2 separate regions of the Sus scrofa genome follow, and region 1 is linked to region 2. The links are chromatin contacts, called in public Hi-C maps. All regions are on one chromosome and are shown on one strand. The core of a region is the stretch at or near the end of the contact, and the rest is flanking DNA. Distances in the headings are between cores, read along the strand shown. Region 1 overlaps CABLES1 (CDK5 and ABL1 enzyme substrate 1). Region 2 overlaps LOC106510679 (a long non-coding RNA gene).

Region 1 (4,767 bases), core at 71-2,570, 150 kb after region 2:
GCAAACTCTGGGCTCTTTCTCCCCCTGCGTCTGACTCACTCACCTGTCGCGTGTTCACTGTGTCCATAGTTTGTCATCAGGGAGCTGCTGGTATTTGGGGCAGGACGGTTCCCTGCAAAGGATGCCGGGAGCATTGTAGGAGGTCGAAGGTCAGCTCCGTTTCTGCAGACTAAATGCTGGGGTTGCCCTCTGATCATCGTAGCAACGACACACGACCACTGCCCCTTAGGGTGGCAGTATGGCCCCTGGTGCTGATCCACCATTTAGTCCTCTTCCACCACTTTCCACAGGCTCTGCCTGGCCAGCCCCGGTCACCATGACCTTTGCTCCCTGCCACAGACCTGTCAGACTCTCGGCCTGTTAAACTCATTGTAGTCCTTATTTTTACACCAGGGAATAGAACATAGTCCTTCGTTATTCATGGAATGCTGACTCAGTCATTTATGCCATGTGTGCCTTAAAGAGCGGGCATCATCATACGGTTTATTGAGCACTTACTCTGTGCCAGTCCTCTTCCCTCTCTGCGTGCTTATGACAGCCTTGCAGGGAAGGTGCTGTAAAAAATGGGACAGCAAATCCTGCAGTTCAGAGGTTCCAGGACCACCTGGGTAGGGCCAGCGGGCTGTCTTAAGTGACTCCTACTCTACCAAATAGAGTGAAAAAAAAAAAAAAAACTTTATCTTTTCAACCTGCTTCAGCCCCAGGTCTGGCTGCCCCTGAGGGCAGGCTCATTTCTTGCAGACAGAAGCTGGTAGCAGCTCATGGACCTGTGTGTCACCCAGAAGGCCAGTTCATTGCTCTATTTACAAGTAGTGGCCCTAGGGCTTAGAATGTCTTGAGTGTGACCGGCCGGTGGGCGCACTTGCAGGGGATATGAAACTTCAGTGGGATGCTGACCGCGGGTAGGTCTTCTCACAGCCAGAACTTGCCTGGGCTTTGCGCTTCCAGCTTTATTTTTCTGGGCTTCCTGGATCTTTTCTTTTTCTTTTTTTTTTTTTGTTTGTTTGTTTGTTTGTTTGTTTGTTTGTTTTTGTCCTTCCCCACAGCATATGGAGTTCCTGGGCCAGGGATCAGATCTCAGCCACAGTTGCAGCCTCTGTAACAGTTGTGGCAATGCCAGATCCTTTAACCCACTGTGCTGGGCCAGGAGTCGAACCTGTATCCTGGTGCTGCAGAGGCACCACTGATCCCGTTGTGCCCTAGTGGGAACTCCCCTTGCTGACTTTTCTGATTAATGTATTCTGTCCTTAGCTATGTTCCATTCTTTGATTTACTGAGCGCTTACTGTGTAACTAGGTCCAGGGGGTAAAGGTAGTAAAAGGATGGACCTTGTTCCTGTCCTTCTGGAACTTGCAACCAAGAGGGGAGAAACACACAAATTTCACAGGGAACTGATAATGACCTATTGAAAAGGCTTAAAATGTTCAGTCAGGTGACTGCCAGATCTTTCTAGCCAAGGACTCATTCGGTTTCTCTAACACAATCTGGCTTCTCCATGCTTTCACTTTTGAAGTGTTCGGGTTGTTTCATTCATGGAAGGTGATCTTGTTTCCAGGTCCTGGGGCCCCTCACTATGGTACCCAAGTACTTGTCTCTATTTTGTAAATAAAACCACTGATCTTCCAGAGTTAAGGTCTCAGATATCAACACTGGGCCAGTGTTGTCTCTGCTGTGACTCAGGTCACTGCTGTGGCGCAGGTTCAATCCCTGGCCCGGGAACTTCCCATGCCATGGGCACGGCCTAAATAAAGAAATCAGTAACTTGCAGGTGTACAGCATTATAGCTCCACATCTGTATGTACCACAGAGTGACCGCCACCGTGAGGCTAGTGACCATCCCCACATCTGACCCTTTTACTCATTTCACTCACCCCAACCCCCTCCTCCCCTAGTAACCAGTGATCTGATCTCTGTATCTGTGAGTTTGTTTTATTTTGTTTGTTCATTTGTTTCATTTTGTTTTGATTCCACAAATGAGTAAAATCATTCATTGTTTGTCTTTCTCCATCTAACGTATTTCACTTGGTATAATAACTTCAAGGTCAATTTATGTTGTCACAAGTAGCAAGATTTTTTGTGACTGTGTGTAGTATTCCTCTGTGTGTGTGTGTGTGTGTGTGTGTGTGTGTATACCACACATTTATCCATTCATCCATCTCTGCTTCTGTATCTTGGCTGTTGTAAATAATGCTGCAGTGAACATAGGGGTGCACATAGCTTTTTGAATTAGTGTTTTCATGTTCTCCAGATAGATACCCAGAAGTGGAACTGCTGGGTCAAATGGCAGTTCTATTCTTAATTTTTTTAGGAACCTCCGTACAGTTTTCCGTGATGGTGGCACCAATTTGCCTTCCTACCAGCTATATACAAGGCAAGGATTCTCTTTTCTCCACATCGTCTCTAACATGTGTTATTCCTTTTCTTTTTGATAATAGCCATTCCAACAGGTTGGACGTGATATCTTTTTTTGAGTTGTGTTTCCCTAATAATTAGTAATGTCGAACATCTTGTGCCTTCTGACCATTTATATGTCTTTGGGAAAATGTCTATTTATATCCCCTGCCCAGTTTTTTTTTTTTTTTTTTTTTTTTTTTTGGTCTTTAGGGCCACACCCGCAGCATCTGGAGGTTCCCAGGCTAGGGGTCAAATCAGAGCTGTAGCTGCTGGGCTACACCACAGCCACAGCAACACCCCTGCCCAATTTTTTTTTAATGATTTTTATTTTTTCCATCATAGCTGGTTTATAGTAGTCTGTCAATTTTCTGCTGTACACCCTGCCCAATTTTTAATTGGGTTTTTTGTTTCTGGATTGTATGAATTCTTTATATATTCTAGCAGAACGAGAATTTGAACTGAAGTCTGTCCAGCCTAGGGCTTTCCATGACTCACTCTGGCTCCCAAGCTCCATAATCACAGAAACCCGTCTGTGAAATGGAGTTTTCACGATATCTGCCTCCTAGAAGTTAATTGAGGTTCACAGGTTCCCTGCGTATGGGACCCAACATAGCCCCGGCACACAGAGAGAGACAGGTGGGTCCCTCCTGTCGAGGCCCCTAGATTCCTTATAGCAAACGAGATGTGGGGGGGTCCATGTGAAGAACTTGGAGACTTGGAGCTTTTCATGTGGGCAAATCCCATACCATCTGCGAGCCTGGGCTTGGTCCTCTCTAGAATGGGGGTGGCAGTTTTCTACCTGTGCCCTTAATTTGAGCATCACTGCATTTTATGCAAAGCCCGTAGGAATGCATCGTTAACTTAAATTACCTGGGAAGACATCACCCAAACCGTCTCTGTTTGACCCCCTTGTGGAAATAAGTGGCCATTCCCATTTTGAACACCTCAGGGAGGTGCTAGCTGGCAGCTGGGGTGGGGGGACATGGGAGGGTTGGGGGGTGTTTCTGTCAGAGCCTGGGTCTCCTCCCACTGCTGGGATGGCCTGGTGTGTTTCAGGAGGCTGTTTCATAGGATGTGTCAGCTCTTCTGCTGGATGGCCCCAGATAAAGAAGCAAAACCAGTGTGTGGGATCCCAGGGCATCCATCACCTTTTATATCCTAGACATGAATAAACTCAGACACACCACCCTCCTTCCCATTTTATAGGTAAGGAAACCGTAGCACAAAGGGGTTAATTTTCTGTAACAAAACACATAATCAGGTCCTTCATAACCCTCAACAGAGAAAACAACATGCCTCTTTCTACAGTCTATCCTCCTTAAGTTCTTATATGAAACTCTGAGCACCATTTAAAATATTGTAATTGTGTGGAGTTCCCGTTGTGGCTCATTGGTTAACAAATCCGACTAGAAACCATGAGGTTGCGGGTTCAATCCCTGGCCTTGCTCAGTGGGTTAAGGATCCGACATTGCCGTGAGCTGTGGTGTAGGTCGCAGACAAGGCTCCGATCCCGCGTTGCTGTGGCTCTGGCATAGGTCGGTGGCTACAGCTCCAATTGGACCCCTAGCCTGGGAACCTCCATATGCCATGGGTGTGGCCCTAACAAAAAAGACAAAAATAAAATAAAATATTGTAATTGTATCAGGATTAAGAAGAGTTCTGCTTATGCTTAAAATAGGTCAACAACAAGGACCTGTTGTAGAGCACAGGGAACTATATTCAGTGTCTTCTAATAACCTATAATGAAGAGAATCTGAAAAAGTATACATATTCATGTGTGTGTGTGTGTATCTGATTCACTTTTCTGTACACCTGAAGCTAACACACCATTGTAAATTAAATTAACTATACACCACAGCCACAGCAACTCTGGATCCAAGCCATGTCTACGATCTACACTGCAGCTCACAGCAGTGCTGTATCCTTAACCCACTGAGTGTGGCTAGGGATGGAACCCGCAACCTCATGGTTCCTAGTCGGATTCGTTTCCTCTGTGTCACTGTTTTTGAAATTTTTTAAGGAGCAGACATCCTATTTATAAATAACTGCCACATCATAATTATGATTTTTTAAAAAACTAATTGGGAAACAGCTGTGCCCAAGTAAAGAAATATGTATCCTACAAATTCTATACATATAAATTTTAAAGAAAAAATAGCCCATGTAACTAATACTTTTCCACTGTAGAAAATTACTTTTATGCTAAAGTTCTGCCTGTGGCCTGGACATAAGTCATAGAATGTCAGGGATGGACAGGACTTTAGAGATGACAAGATTTGGCCTCCCTGCCTCATAGCTCAGGCCCCTGAGTAAAGGAGAGGGGGGTGACACTCACCCACACCCCCAGCAGACCCAGCCACCTCCCAGCCCAGG
Region 2 (5,032 bases), core at 2,256-4,755:
CATAGTGCTAAATTAAGTAAGACAGACACAAAATATCAAATATTGCATGAATCCACTCCTGTAAGGTAACTAGAAAAGTTAAACGTGCAGAAACTACAAGTAGAATAGAGATTACCAGAGACTGGGAAAGTGGGGACTAGGAAGTTGTTTAAGGTTAAGGGCATGATGAAAAGAAGTTCTAGAGGTGGATGGTGCTGGTTGTAACAACAATGCAAAACGTACCTAATGCCCCTGAACTGTACACTTAAAAATGGTTACAATGGGGGACCGTGAGGAGATTATGTTGACATACCAAAGACAAACACCGTATTTCACTTCTACCTGGAATCTAAAAAACAAAACACATGAACAAACAAAAGAAAATCAAACTCACAGAGAACAGACTGGTAGTTGCCAGAGAGAAAGGGAGTTGGGTGAAATGAATAAAGGGAGTCAAGAGGTATAAATAAACTTCCAGGTATAAGTCATAAGTAATACATAGCATGGTGACAACAGTCAAAAATATTGTATTGCATATGTGAAAGTTGCTAAGTCTTTTTCTTAATTCTATGAAGTATAGTTGATTTATGATGTTCTGTTAATTTCTGCTCTACAAAAAAGTAATTCAGTTATACCTCTCTCTCTCTCTCTCTCTCTATATATATATATATATAATATATATACATACACGCACACAGACATTCTTCTTCATATTCTTTTCCATTTGGTTTATCACAGGATATTGAACATAGTTCCCTGTGCTATACAGTAGGACCTTGTTGTTTACCCAGTCTATATATAATAGTTTGCATCTGCTAATCCCAAACTCCCAATCCTTCCCTTCCCCATCCCTCTCCCCCTTGGCAACCACAAGTCTGTTTCTCTAAGTCTGTGAGTCTGTTTGTTTCATAGCTAAGATCATTTGTGTCATATTTTAAATTCCACATATAAATGACATCATATGGTATTTGTCCTAAGAAAGTAAGTCTTAAAATCACTTTTTTTGGTAAGCTTTTTCATATTAAGAAAAAAAAAATGTCACTTTGGTGACAGATGGTAACTAGACTTATTGTGGAGATCATTTTATAATGTATGCATATGTTGAATTATTATGTGGCACATCTGAAACTAATATAACATTGTATGTTAATTGTACTTAAATTTAAAAAATAAAAATAAAAAATTATCTTAAAAAACAAAAACATAAAAATTAAAATTAAAAACTGCAGTTCCCAGGAGTTCCCGTCATGGCGCAGCAGAAACAAATCCAACTAGAAACCATAAGGTTGCGGGTTTGATCCTTGGCCTTGCTCAGTGGGTTAACGATCCGGCGTTGCCAGGAGCTGTGGTGTAGGTCACAGACACGGCTTGGATCCTGTGTTGCTGTGGCTCTGGCATAGGCCAGCAGCTACAGCTCTGATTATACACCTAGCCTGGGAACCTCCATGTGCCCCAGGTGCGGCCCTCAAAAGACGAAAGACAAAACAAAAAAACAAAACAAAACACCTGGAGTTCCCAGTGTGGCTCAGTGGTAACGAACTAGACTAGTATCCATGAGGTTTCAGGTTCGATCCCTGGCCTTACTCAGTAGGTTAAGGATCCGGCATTGCCATGAGCTGTGGTGTAGACAGCAGATGTAGCTTGAATCTGGCATTGGGGCTGTGGCGTAAGCCAACAGGTACAGCTCTGATTCGACCTCTACCCTGGGAACTTACACGTAACGTGGTTGTGGCCCTAAAAAGACCAAAAAAAAAAAAATTAAAAACTAAAAATAGTAGTTCCCACTGTGACACAATGGGATCAGTAGCATCTCTGCAGCGCCAGGACACAAGTTCGATCACCGGTCCAGCACAGTGGTCTAAAGGACCTATCGTTGCTACAGCTGAAGCTTAGGTCACAAATGCGGTTCAGATCTGAACCCTGGTCTTGGAACCCCATATGCTGTGGGGTAGCCAAAAATGAAAAAAAAGAAAGAAAAATAGGAAATAACAGTATTCCTCAATACAGATACTTACATATACCAATTCCCACAAGAGAAATATATCACAGAAAAAGAAAACATGGCTAAAATGGTAAATTGTTATGTATATTCTACCACAATTTTTTAAAAAGGAAAGAAGAGATGTTTGTGCTTTTCACTGCCTCTAGGTCCTTTTCTAAAGGAAGGCTTCTGAGTATCATAGTTGTTAGGTGAGGCAATAGTTAGTGACTAAACTACCCAGTAATGTGCTGGTAAATGTTTAACAACTGGCTCTCGAACAAGAACAAAAAATACCTGTGTGCAAATACTGGTACATAAGTTTATTACAAATTTTACTGATATAAAGGATGTGAGTCACCCAATTTACTATTACTTCTACTACTACTAAGAAAACGTAAAACACTCTTTATTTTAAATTCCACATAGCAATTGATTATTACAGAACAATATCTCTGACTTTTGCTGAACTCTTGTGTTTGCAGCCAATGATGGTTGCAACTGATGAACAAGTACAGTTCTGCCAGGAATGCTGGTTGATATTTTCATGTACCTTAATGACTAAGACAAAAATGAAAAGACAAATCATTTGTTAATGATTTAAGCAATTTGTTTTGATGAATCAGATGATAGTTTTTGAATACTGGAAGAATATTTCCTCAATTTTTTGTGTTCTTCATAATATAACAGCTACAGGCACAACACACTTTTAAGCTTAGTTTACACTTGGTGTAAATACTCCTACTGTGGCTGATTTTCATCTATCAATGTGAAGTCATTTGAAGGCAGTGACAACCATTGTAAATACATAGATTGTATCAGATACACAGATGGTATAGTAAAATAATTAGAATGTGATGAGTTTTAGTATGTTTTAAATATAATTTATTCAGCTGTAAATTTATATAACTTAATTTTTTTGTCCTTTTTTTTTTAAGGCCACACCTGCAGCACACAGAGGCTGACAGGCTAGGAGTCAAATCAGAGCTGTAGCTGCAGGCCACAGCCACAGCCACAGCCACAGCAACACCAGATCCAAGCCTCGTCTGCGAACTACACCACAGCTCACGGCAATGCTGGATCCTTAACCCACTGACTGAGGCCAGGGACTGAATCTGTATGGTCATGGATACTAATCAGATTCATTTCCGCTAAGCCACGACAGGAACCTCCTAACATAATTTTTAAAATAACTGTTTAGCAAAATTCCTGAAAATTTAGCAATTGCCTCTCACAGGCCTGTACACATGTTTGGCAAGCCATGAAGGAACCTGTTTTTCTACAGCATTATGGAACCATGGAGTAGCTGCCCACCTCTAACTCAATCCCAGGAAGTAGAGAAATCAGGGGCTCCTGTCACACTGGAACTCACGACTCTTCTTTCTCTGTTAGTTTTGTGCATCCATAGATCTTGTTGCTTTGTGGTGCAGCATCCTCTGTACAATATTTCTCAGAGAATCCATTTTCTTCTCCATGTTTCCTCTGTGGCTCACTTTGGTGTTGTAACTTGTTTGTTTCTATTTCCCTGTTCCTTTCACTCTCATTGCAGTCTGGCTGTCCTGCAGGTGTCCCCCTTTCCTTTTTCCATCAGATTTTCAGCTGCCATTTTCTACGGTTTTCACCTATCTTCCTTCTCTTCTTTTTCTATCATAGGAGAGGCTTATATTTTTAAAAGGGGCCACAGGAATCTGTGTCTATCAAGCCATGAGGAAACCTACAGCAGACTCAACCTTCTGGGGGAATTTTATTCCTAATTTTCTGATGTTCAATGCTGCATTTTATTTTTATTATTATTTTTTCTTTTTATGGCTGCACCTGTGGCATATTAAGTGCCCAGGCTAGGGGTTGAATCGGAGCTGTAGCTGCCAGCCTACCTACAGCCACAGTAACGCCAGATTTGAGCTGCATTTGCAACCTACACCACAGCTTAGCAATGCTGAATCCTTAACCAACTGAGCAAGTCCAGGGATCAAACCCACATCTCCACAGACACTATGTCAGGTTATTAATCCACTGAGCCACAAGAACGCCAATGCTGCATTTTAATGAACTAAACATTGAGATGGGGGAACTCTACAGGATGTATCTTAAATGAGATCCTTAGGTGGCTGACCATTAAATGGGATTCCATTAGTGAGAAAAACATAGCAAAGGAGGAACTGGTGGAAAAGGTGACCCCAAGGGAACATCAATGACCCCACTAGCCCCTGCACTCCAAGAATGTGAGCTGATCTCTGCTCAATTCAGGGTCCAACAGGAAGTCTCTATGGACTCTTTGGCCTTAAAAGAGTTGAGGGGGGATTGAGGGTTGCGGGGCAGGGAGACCAGCTCTCCCATGTGGTCCCTACACCTAGACCTGCCCTGCTGTTATTCCTGCCCATTTTCACACACAGCACTCTGCAGCTGCAACCTTCTCACAGAGCTGCAGGTAGGAAATGAGATGCAATAACCTGGCCTCTTATCTCCAGCCCTATGTGGAAATTTATCTGTCTACCTCCCCCCACCATGAGTTCAGCTCATGAAGGGTCTACACAGCAGTTCGCCTGTGCTCTTTTCTCCTAGTTCCCCGCCTTCCAAAATGTTAACAACAGACTCTCTAGGAAAAAGGCCCTGGTTTGAGGATTTGCCAACTTCCATGGTGAACACATTTCTATTTTTTTTTTCTAGTGACACCCATGGCATATGGAAGTTCCCAGGCCAGGGATCCAATCTGAACCACAGCTGTGACCTATGACATAACTGCACCAACACTGGATCCTTAACCCACTGTGCCAGGCTGGGGATCAAACCAGCGCCTCCACAGAGGCAAGCCAGATCTTTAACCCACTGCACCTTAGTGGGAACTCCCTGAACACATACTTTTACCATGGTTGATTTTAAGTTACTGAACATGGAGTTGAGAAGACATGCCCATGGTGGGCTCTCAGGAACTGTATCCTGAGGTCACTAGTTATTGATGGCCCAAGCCCAACTTTCAGAATTTAAAATCCTGTCTCAAAAACCCAACTCTTACAACAGAAACCTTGACTTTCAAGACTTTCCTTCTTGCTATGCATATATCTTATCTATTTTAGA

The links. Hi-C and Micro-C count contacts between places; a contact is called where the count stands out from the background.
Region 1: a contact with region 2 is called in a Hi-C map of liver, with 3 times the contacts expected there. The contact joins two enhancer-like sites. A contact is called at or near these places in 2 of 47 Hi-C or Micro-C datasets (liver and skeletal muscle).

What each region holds. Positions count from the first base shown.
Region 1 is chr6:108,188,056-108,192,822 of Sscrofa11.1, forward strand. The region is part of intron 4 of CABLES1 (CDK5 and ABL1 enzyme substrate 1); the gene reads left to right. Among named protein-coding and RNA genes, the nearest start is that of CABLES1, 74 kb to the left of the region's middle. Within about 2 kb of position 1,321, at least 3 of the 83 cell types and tissues checked have an H3K27ac peak or open chromatin away from gene starts, as enhancers often do. A contact at or near this core is called in liver, where this site is marked.
Region 2 is chr6:108,038,971-108,044,002 of Sscrofa11.1, forward strand. All of the region lies in intron 4 of LOC106510679 (a long non-coding RNA gene), which reads right to left. Among named protein-coding and RNA genes, the nearest start is that of CABLES1, 75 kb to the right of the region's middle. Within about 2 kb of position 3,506, at least 3 of the 83 cell types and tissues checked have an H3K27ac peak or open chromatin away from gene starts, as enhancers often do. A contact at or near this core is called in liver, where this site is marked.